2 separate regions of the Mus musculus genome follow, and region 2 is linked to region 1. Evidence: chromatin contacts called from public Hi-C data. All regions are on one chromosome and are shown on one strand. The core of a region is the stretch at or near the end of the contact, and the rest is flanking DNA. Distances in the headings are between cores, read along the strand shown. Region 1 has its middle 32 kb from the start of Dennd1b. Region 2 holds the start of 4930596I21Rik (RIKEN cDNA 4930596I21 gene).

What was found. Hi-C and Micro-C count contacts between places; a contact is called where the count stands out from the background.
Region 2: a contact with region 1 is called in a Hi-C map of CD8 T cells, with 1.6 times the contacts expected there. The contact joins the promoter of 4930596I21Rik here to the enhancer-like site in region 1. A contact is called at or near these places in 1 of 15 datasets of contacts at CTCF or cohesin (CD8 T cells), 3 of 484 Hi-C or Micro-C datasets (CD8 T cells and Th1 cells) and 2 of 115 datasets of contacts at active chromatin or transcription factors (effector CD8 T cells and pancreatic cancer cells).

The regions. Positions count from the first base shown.
Region 1 is chr1:138,928,808-138,934,147 of GRCm38.p6, reverse strand. No RefSeq gene overlaps it. Among named protein-coding and RNA genes, the nearest start is that of Dennd1b, 32 kb to the left of the region's middle. Within about 2 kb of position 3,052, at least 46 of the 459 cell types and tissues checked have an H3K27ac peak or open chromatin away from gene starts, as enhancers often do. A contact at or near this core is called in CD8 T cells and effector CD8 T cells, where this site is marked.
Region 2 is chr1:138,974,876-138,980,215 of GRCm38.p6, reverse strand. 4930596I21Rik (RIKEN cDNA 4930596I21 gene) reads right to left here and starts at 2,559. Exons shown (of 3, transcript NR_108103.1): 1 at 2,334-2,559; 2 at 1,976-2,124; 3 at 970-1,054. All of the region lies in intron 2 of Dennd1b (DENN/MADD domain containing 1B), which reads right to left.

The DNA of each region.
Region 1 (5,340 bases), core at 1,803-4,302:
CTGGTAGTGGGAGCAATTCATCCCAACACTTGGGAGACAGAGGCAGTTGAATCTCTGTGAGTTCGAGGCCAGCCTGGTCTTAGAGAGTACCAGACTAGCCAAGGCTACTTCGTGAGACTCTATCAAAACTTTTTTTTTTCCCCCCAAGAAAGACAAAATTATTTGTACCAAGATACAAATTAATTTCAGCCACTGTTTAGTCTATCACAAAGTCATTAGAGGCAACATGCACTTCAGAAGAAAGCAGTTAAAAATAAGTGATATTTTACTTACTTATTTTTGAGATAGGGGACACACTAGGTATTCCTGGTGGGTCTGAATCTAAACCGATACAGGTAGGCAGAGCACCTCTTTGTGCTTAACATCCTGAAGCTGCAGTTAAGTTCTTCTAGATATATCAGAAATTAATAATTGGATGCTTTTCCAAATTGCCATATGTATGTACTAATTAACTATATATATTGTGATATATATATATATATATATTATCATTATAACATCCCTTGGTTGTGACTTTAAAGTAACCCCTCCCATGGACCTCTCAAGAGCATCATCCAAAGAAACACACTAAACAGTGACTCTGTCTTCTCTGATGTGGGAAGGGGAAAAAGGTCACCTTACCCATAAATGTGACACCTCATTCCTACATGTTTACTGAAACTTTATAAAAGCCCACACCACACCACAGATCTGACTGTGCTGCTGTCTACACCACCATCCTTTCCAGACTTTTTTTTTTTTTTTTTTTTTTTGGAGTATGTGCTTTACTCTACTTTGCTTAACTGAATTCTCCCAATTAAGATGATAAGAACTAAGGTGAAACCTCTCCCTGATACTGTGTGCAACAAGACATTGTTGTTGTCATTTTCATCGAGGTCATCATAGTGGCGGAGGTCATCGTCATCGTCATCATCATCATCATTATCATCGTCGTCATCGTCATCATCAGGTTGCTAAGGCTCATCCAAACAATTAAAAATATCTTCTTTAACTTAAGAAAACTAAACGAGGGGACCAGTTTACTTTAAGGACGAAGGATAGGTTCTGTACAATGCAGAAAACCCTCATCCACAGTAGTAGGTATTCCAGGGGGAAATGCCCAAGATGCCGACTCTGAGATGGAGGTCAGCATTCTGGAAGCTTATTAGGGAATGTTATTTTGAAAGGAAGGAAAAGCTGAGCTATAATGGGGTCTCAGAAAAGGTGCTATGACTTACACAGGGTTCATTTGCTGAAGCTTAGGCTCTAAATAGCAGACTCCAGAAATGGTGGACTCTGTAGGAGGTGGAACCTCAGGGGAATAATTAAACCAAAGGGCTCTAACCTTAAGGGATTAAGGACCGTGCCACAAGAGTGAGGCGGTTCTTTAGGGACTGAATTAAGTACAGTGAGAGCGGTTTGTTATAAAGTAAGACTACCTTGTGCTTTATCTGTTCTCTGTATGCCCCTTACTCCTGGCTGCTGGTCCTACCATGTGACGTCATTCAGTATCTTATGAAATGTCACAAAATTCATATCATGAATTACTTCAGCTTCTATAAGAACACAACTTTTCTTTCCCAAGTCTCAAGTATTTTGGTAGAGAAACACAGAAGGCCTCTTAGCCAATCCTACAAGGAACTCCAATCATGGCTAGATCTCCAGCGGGTGGTAGAAATTGTTGGTGACATCCACATGGTCATGTTTTTGAAACCATGAAAAATACAAGAGTGAGGGGATTGTGGAAATTGAGGCTAGACACTGTACAGCAACGCTGGAGCTAATGAACAGAAGCTCTACAAGACCATCACGAGATCATGATAAGTGAGAAATGTGTAGACCCTTGAGTTTTGATGAGATGCTGGGACCCTAAGACATCCATAGAGGAGATCTGCTGGTGTCCAATGGAGCCAGTCTATGCGACAGATACAAGCTGTGTGCATTTTAGTTAGCAGGGCTGGAAGACTGAAAATGCCTGGCCTTTTGGAGCTCATGATTACACTAGAAGTCTCAGATGTCAGACGTTTCTGTGCTATATTTGGTCAGCTTCTTTCATGGTACAGTTTTTGGCTTTTGAAATTAGACTTTTTTAAAGGCTTATTTATTTTATGTATATTAGCATGCTGTTGCTGACACACCAGAAAAGGCCATCAGATCCTATTATAGATGGTTGTGAGCCATCATGTGGTTGCTGGGAATTGAACTCACAACTTCTAGAAGAGCAGCTGGTGTTCTTAACTGCTGAGCCATTTCTCCAGCCTGAAATAAGACTCTTTATTCTGCACTATTATAGAAACCCTTTGCTCTGTGCTACCATATGTAGGAAGTACGTAACTTATGTTCAGTTCTGTAGACATTCAGTTGAGAGTCTTAGGACTTTTAAAACATGGGAACTGTTAATGACTGTGGGGACTTTTAAGGTTAGTATATAGAAACCTTACATTTTGGACTGATATTTATTTATTTATTTATTTATTTATTTATTTTATTATAAGGTGCCCATGAGCTTATGTGACAGGGATTATGACTTAAAGTTATATGTTTGTGTGTCAGGTTGACAAGGAGTGGAGTTGTAGATTAAATTGTCAACCTGACACAATAAAACTACCTGGGAGAAGGGCTTCAGAGAATGTCCAAGAGGGAGTTTCTTAGTTATGTTCATTGATATGAGCAGACCCACCCAAGGTGAACTTCCCCATTCCCTTGGCTTGGAATCCTGAACAGTGTCAGAGTGGAAAACACGAGTGCTTAACTCACACCTCCCTGCTCTGAATGTGAATGTAGTGTGACTGGCTAGTTTAAGTTCTTGCCGGCTTAATTTCCCAGCAATGAGGATTGAAACCTGAAATTCTTAACCTGAAATTGCTAACCCTAACCCTTTCTCTCTTAACTTGCTTTTAACAGAGCAGGGTTTTATTTATTTATTTATTTATTTATTTATTTATTTATTATCAAAACCAGAAAAGAAGCTGAAACGTCTTTGGAAGCCAGCTTCACTGGGGCTGAGTCATTTGTAGTTTCTGAAGAGATCTGTAATTGAAGACTGACTCTCTGACACCCACACTGGTTGCGGTTGGGAGACACTGTGGTTTTCATATGAAATACACCCCCCACAGGCTCCTCTGTTCATTCTTGTTCTAGCTCTTGGGGCTATTTTGGGAGGTGACAGAAATTCTAGGAGGTGGACCTTACTTCAGGAACTGATCCACTGAGAGTTTTCCTGGTCTCTTCCGGGCTCTCTAGTCCTAACTGCCATGCTATAACACAGTAGCCTCCCACCTCCTCCACACACTCCCTTTGCCATTATGACCAGCCTGCCTCTGGCCCAAAATAATGGAGCCAGCTGCTCTCAGAGTAAACTAACTGAAGCCATCAGGCAAAATAACTGCTTCCTCCTCTTTCTTAAGGTTGCTTAGGCCAGGTCGTCTATCATGACAAAAAAAAAAAAAAAAAGGTTACCGGAAGATAAGCTGTTTGCTCCTGGAGGTATAATTCATCCCAGTGCCCACCACAGAAATGTCAAAGCATTAAAATTAAGAAATCTACGACTAAGCATTAGAATCTGGGAACTACATGAGAGAAAACAGCTGAAAGGGAGATACTTAGTAGGATGGGGAAAGGGGAGGAAGGAAGGGGGCAGGTATTGCTGTTTTCATTACAAGACAAGAAGTTCTGAGGAACACTGAAACTAAGTGCCTGAAAGCTAAAGTGTGGGCAGTTCTTAGTTTTAAGCACAGGTAAGGAAGTGGCCCTAAGGCGTGTGTCGCTATAATGACCGTAGTCCTGACTCCTATGAAGACCAGAGGTCACAATGTGGAAAAGGACGGAGGTAAAGCTTCCTGAGAGGAGGAAAATGAGGGCTTAAAAAAAAAAAAAAACACTCTGCACAAGAATGTGGAAGAGCAGCTCCAAGGCCAAGCAGCTGGATGGCTTTGCAAAGGGAAGTAAGAGGAGCTTTTAAAAGGTGACTCTCTAGGGTGGGGATTCAGCCCGGCTGTTGGACTCTCTAAAATACCAGGACCCTGGACTGATGCCCAGCACTCATCACTGGTCGATGGTTCATTGTGGTGTGGCTGGGACAATATGACAGGAAGGTGATATGCTGATCTGTGTCTGCATCTTAGTTTAACAGACTGTCCCATCCAGGTACAATGTAAGCTCCACTTCCACTCCAGAATGAGCTTGCAACTTTTCTCCTTAGAATATCGAGCAATATGAATTCCCAAAAATGTGCGTCACTGTTTCCAGAGCAGAGGGGTCACTGTCTTTTTCTTTAGCGTAAAAGGCTAGGAGGATGGTGTTTCACGTGCTAGCCTCTGATCTGGCTTTGTGTTGAGAGCTATGGAAGCAAAGCCTGCCTTGGAAGTTGTTCTACAACTGGGGCTGGAGAGATGACTTAGCCGTTAAGGGTCAAAGGTTAGGAGAACTGGAGATTGGTCCCCAGTACCCACATGGTAGCTTACAACCTTCTGTAATTCCAGTTCCAGGGAAATCCAATGCCCTCTTCGAGCCTTCCCGAGCACCAGGCATGCACATGATACACATACATACATACATACATACATACATACACACACACACACACACACACACACACACACACACACACATAAAGCAAGCACTCTTATCCACTTAGCCGTCTCCACAGCCCCCAAGGACTAATTTTAAATGTGATTACTATTCCTTTTATTTTCCCTAGCCCATCAAAGCCTTGCATGCCTATCCTGTAATTAAGAGAAACTTCTAGCCTAGGGAGTCCTGTGATCTCTATCATCATTATGGGATGGACCAGGACCCTCAGGGATCTCTGGAACTTTCCTATAGAACGGGACAGAGAAAGTAACCAGAAGCCATCTAGGTTTACACAGCTCTTGTGCTGACTCATCGTGGTGGGGTTGGAATAATTCAGTAAGAAGGCTATGATGTGCTGAACTGCATCTGCATTCGCATCTGCATCCGCATCCGCATCTGCATCTGTATCTGCATCTGCGTCTGTGTTTGCATTTGCATCTGCATCTGTATCTGCAGCAGATTGTCCCTTCCATGTGAAACAGGAGCTCCACCTCCCCTCCAGAATGTGCTTGGAACCATTCTCCTGAGAAAACCTGGCAATATTAGTCTCCAAAATGTGTCAGTGTTTCAAACAGGAAGTAGATAGCTCTCCCAAACTGGGATAAAGTCCAAGAAAGGCGTATTTACCAAGTGACTCATTGCGACGGAATGGCAGTGTTGGGAAGCCACAGAGAACAGTGTAGTAGGCAGTAATGGTAGAATAGTCCAGTCTCTAGAGCAAACGGGATAAAGTTAAAGATTATCAAAGACCAGAAGGGAAAATTCTGCATAGAGCATTGAAAGGGGCGC
Region 2 (5,340 bases), core at 1,310-3,809, 47 kb before region 1:
TCAGTTCCCATCCACGCACAGCAGGCCACGCCACCTCACCAGGCATGCAGCTTCAGCTAATCAGGGCAGCAGGGGCAAATCTCCACCAAATTGGATTCACCTGTATCCTGGTACACCTGCGCAGCACTCAAGATGTTTGTGTCTTATATGAGGAAGTCAGGTGCAAGTCATATGACTTAGCTGCAGTCTCTGGCGCCTTTGGGACTGCCGCCACACCCGCTCCCCACAATTCCCCCTTTTTTCTTTTTTTTTTTTTTTTTTTTTTTATTTATTTATTATATGTAAGTACACTGTAGCTGTCTTCAGACACTCCAGAAGAGGGCATCAGATCTCATTACGGGTGGTTGTGAGCCACCATGTGGTTGCTGGGATTTGAACTTCGGACCTTCGGAAGAGCAGTCGGGTGCTCTTACCCACTGAGCCATCTCACCAGCCCCCGTGAGTTTCGGCACCACTTGTTGCGTGCTCAACTGGCCAGGAAGAACGACGCTGCTACAGGATCCTTCTGCACACGTTTATTCAGTCCTGTTTCTTCTTTCTCTATATTTCCCTTGTTTATATCTCCCTTGTTTATATCTCTCCCTTGTTTTTATATCTCCCTTGTTTTTATATCTCCCTTGTTTTTATATCTCCCTTGTTTTTATATCTCCCTTGTTTTTATATCTCCCTTGTTTATATATCTCCCCCGAACCCTGGGCCTCTCACTCCTTTTATACTCTCAGTTCCCATCCACGCACAGCAGGCCATGCCCCCTCGCCAGTCACGAGGCTTCAGCTAATCAGGGCAGCAGGGGCAAATCTCCACCAAATTGGATTCACCTGTATCCTGGTACACCTGCGCAGCACTCAAGATGTTTGTGTCTTATATGAGGAAGTCAGGTGCAAGTCATATGACTTAGCTGCAGTCTCTGGCGCCTTTGGGACTGCCGCCACACCCGCTCCCCACAGTAGGCAAAGACAGCTATATTCCATTGTGTAAATGTACCATATTTTCTTTATCCAATCTTTATTCAAGCAATGTTGTTTCCAGTTTCTGGCTATTATGAATAAAAATGCTATAAACACAAAAAGAAAAAAAAAAGAAAGAAAGTTATAAACAAATCCAGATGTCGACGTGATGTCATTAGTAGATAGGCTTGCATTTACTACCTTTCTAATTATAAACTGCAGTCCAGACTGACATTCCTAATCCAAAACTCTGAACACACCCTCAAACTCTGACACCACAAGCATCAGCACGGCATCGCAGGTGGCAACGTCCACATCTGACCTCCTCGAGCGCTAACCCAGCGCTTGGGTACCAAGACAGAAGGATTACCAGAGGTGATTTAAATAGTGAGTTCCATGCCAATTCAGGACTGAGACATTGTCTCAAAACACCAAAAGGTATAAACAAGCTCTGTGTGTTTGTGTGTGTGTGTGTGTGCACAGACATATATATGTATATATACCTTCAATAATTTATATATGGGGCTGGTGAGATGGCTCAGTGGGTAAGAGCACCCGACTGCTCTTCTGAAGGTCCGGAGTAAAAATCCCAGCAACCACGTGGTAGCTCACAACCATCTGTAACAAGAACTGACTCTTCTGGAGTGTCTGAAGACAGCTACATATAATAAATAAATAAATCTAAAAAAATTATATATGTATATATATAATGTATTATAAATTAACTTCAGCTATAAATAAATTAAATCTTATTTTAAATTTTGGTTCCTTTCCCAGATATGGCACATGAATGTATGAATATGCATATTATATGTATGTATGTGTGTATATATGTATTATATGTATATATTTAAAATCTAAAATGATACTCAATTATTTTATATATAGGTAAAATTTACACATACACACACACATACATATACCCAAAAATATTCCAAATTTTGAAAAACTCTGAAATGCAAAACAGTCCTTCCCAAAATTTCATAACCTCTTGTTAGGATTGATTTTTATAGAACTTAGCTGATTACCTCAGATCCCTCAATTGATACTCTCCTTTACTTGTGTAATGTCTTCACTCTCAACAGACTCATAACAACTTGTGAGCTTCTCAACATTGACTCTTAGAAGTTTGACAACTTACAAACATAAGGTACTCCCATCTTACTAGGATTTGCATCTGTGAACATTTGGGGCGGGGGATGAACAAGAAAGGTATGTCCGGGTGGAGGTACAGCAGTGGCAAGGCATGTCCCTAGCATCGCAAGGCCAAGGATCATATCCCCAGTGCTAGAATATGAGGGAGGGGGCAAGAGAGGAGAGGAGGGCACAGAAGGGAAGGAGAAGGGAGGAAGGGCAGAGCCACAGCTAATGTCTTCCTTGTCTCACCTGAAACACACACAAGTTTAACTGGTGCTATCACTATGGTGATGCAGACTTCTCTGCCAAATTTCTCTTGTAGTACAAAACTAATTTCTGAGCTCAGAATAGCTCAGAGTCTTCAGTCTGCCCCTAATGCTTCCACAACACTAAATAGGAGAGGTGGAAGAAGCCAGTCGCTGACTTCCATGAAGCTGCCCCTTCTTCCAGGTTGACAGTTCTTATTCAAGCGATTAGAATCTTAACACAGATAACCACCACAGAGCTTAGGAACCAAATAAACACTTCTGCTTCTAGAACGTTCAGCAGCACAATTTACAAAACTCTTCTCCACAACTATGTTCTTGGGTCTCATAAAAACTGAATATGGCATGCAAAGGTCTTACAAATATAAAAATGAAAGCAATTCAAGTCAAAGGACTTGGCCAATAACATGCTCCTAGTCAGTAGTGCATTCATTATCAAAGGCACGGCAACAGCAAAGGGTTAGGACAGGCACACCTGCCTCACCGGCCATACCCAGCAAAATGATACACTGTACGCAGAATACTATGGATCTAACTATGTCTTTAACTGTGAGTCTGAAATCAGACAAATATTTACATATTTGAATCCTGTGTCAAAACAAGTAATGCATGTCAACATTACTATTATTAGGATAAGCATTCGATGTCACTACAAATACTATAATTGCCATTAAACATTAGCATGTTATAATTTTTCCTATCAATTTCCAGCCTACATTTCTTTATTAACACATCTAGATTTTTTCACAGTAAACATACAATCTTGATAAAAATGCTGCCCCTTACTGTCAAGATTGCACTGCAGGTATTCATCATGAAGCCACGTGTGTCAGCAAAACAATAAGCACCAAAACTTAGTGTTTACGTCCTCTGTGGTAATAAAATGTGTGTGTGTGTGTGTGTGTGTGTGTGTGTGTGTGTGTGTGTAAGGTAGATAGATAGATAGATAGACAGATAGATAGATAGTAAATGTGATAACAGTTTATTAATCCAAATAAATTAAGTTCATTAGTTGCTTTACAACTATTACAGAAATACTATTTGACTTATAGGAAAAAATTAAGTTATTCAAGATCTTTAAAAGCAATCCCAAAATATTTACAATTTCCTGCTCCATAACTGGGACCTGAAATACTTAGACTCTAACAGGAACTATTTCTAATTCCCTTCTAAAGCATTTTTATGCATACTATCTCAGGAACAACACAATACACAGACCCTAAAGATATGTCTTGTTCCTAAGCATTAAACACACCTATATGGATGGACAGATTGCTCAATGGTTGAACACTATTGCCTAGGACTAGAGTTCAAGTCCAACACCACCCTGAGGTGCCCCCTCAGGCACCTGCATTCCTGTGCACACATCCATACACAGGCACACACATACACATAATTAGAAATAATAAATCTTTGCAAGCACAAACACACCTGAATAGGTGGAGTCTAAATCTAGCTAATGTTAAGGCCTAGAAGGCACATAAATAAATAGTAGTTGGCTATATTTCACAGCTGCTCGGGAAACAAAGTATTAAGCCTGCTTGATGGTAATTAATTATAAATGTGATGACCAAACACACCCTTATAGGACTGCATTTCTTCTACCAACCCCAGAAATATCTACTTCTGAAATGACTAATTTCTGGAAACTTACACATGACAGATAACCACTGAATATACTATCCTGATAGCTATATGCTTTTTTTTTTTACAGGTTCGAGTGGCAAATAAGAAGGAACTGAAAGAGGAAGGGCCTTGTCTGATCTTTATCATTTCTGCCTACCAAGTCACAGTCTGTGGTTTATCACAGTCCTACTTTAAAATGTCTTAAATGGAGCACCCATTTGATGTGATGATCAAGATCTGCAACCCTTCAGTCTTTTACATTGACATTTTCTAAAAGATTTCAAAATCCCCACTAGACTTGAGGAGTACAAATCTTATTCTAATTTCACTTTTGCCAAGTAATTCTGAACACCATTCATTCATATACAACTTCCCAAGGTCTCAAGTGAGGCCAGCACTTGACTTCAACAGCTGAAAATCTAGTGGACAACACTCAGGATGTCAGTGGCCTAAATTACTCTTCACCTTGTTGGTGTTGTTTTGAAATTCTGTTAACTTCATTTTCCAAACTACGTGTTTATAAAGAAAGCAAGTTTGATGAGCAACCTCTAGTAAATCCTCAATGCCAGCTGAGGAGAGCAATGCCTGTCCAGCCCAGAGGCTGGGGATGTGGCTCAGTGTAGAGCTCAACCCCGGCACTGCTACAAAAAAATACACTCAAATACTAAGACTCCTGAGACAGCTCGACAGGTGCTTTCCCAGTGCTAAACTCACTGTACACACTGAGGAGCCTGGAAGAGCCAGTAATGCCCAGCCAAGACAGGTTGCACTACACTAGCCGGAGGAGTTCTTGGATTTTCTCTTTAGCTCAGTGGTTCTCAGCCTTCTTAATACCGTGACCCTTTAATAGAGTTTCTCATGCTGCAGTGAACTCCAGCCATAAGATTGCTTTGTTGCTACTTCCTAACTGTAATCTTGCTGCTGTTGTGAATCATAATGTAAATATCGGATATGCAGGATGTCTGATATGGGACCCCTGTGAAAGGGTCACTCAATCCTCCAAAGGAGTTGCGCTCCACAGGCTGAGGACCACTGCATTACATGTGTTCATACCAAAACAGTCTATCTCCTCTGAATCATTCCCAAGAGTTTAAATAGGAAAACGATAATCACCTACCACCCAAGTGATGCTGGGGAATGTCTACTAACCACACCCTCCGTCACCGCACAGATTCCCTGTCCTCAAACACACACAAAAACAGGGTGTGGAGCGGGGTGGGTAACTTCGTGTTACTGCTACATACCACGGCCTGTACTGCATTATTATAATTTGAAAGTGACACACCCCATTCAACAATGCCATCTTTTTACCTGTGCCTGACTCTAACTGGCACATGGAAAAGCTCCCTGGAAGGAATGAGAAG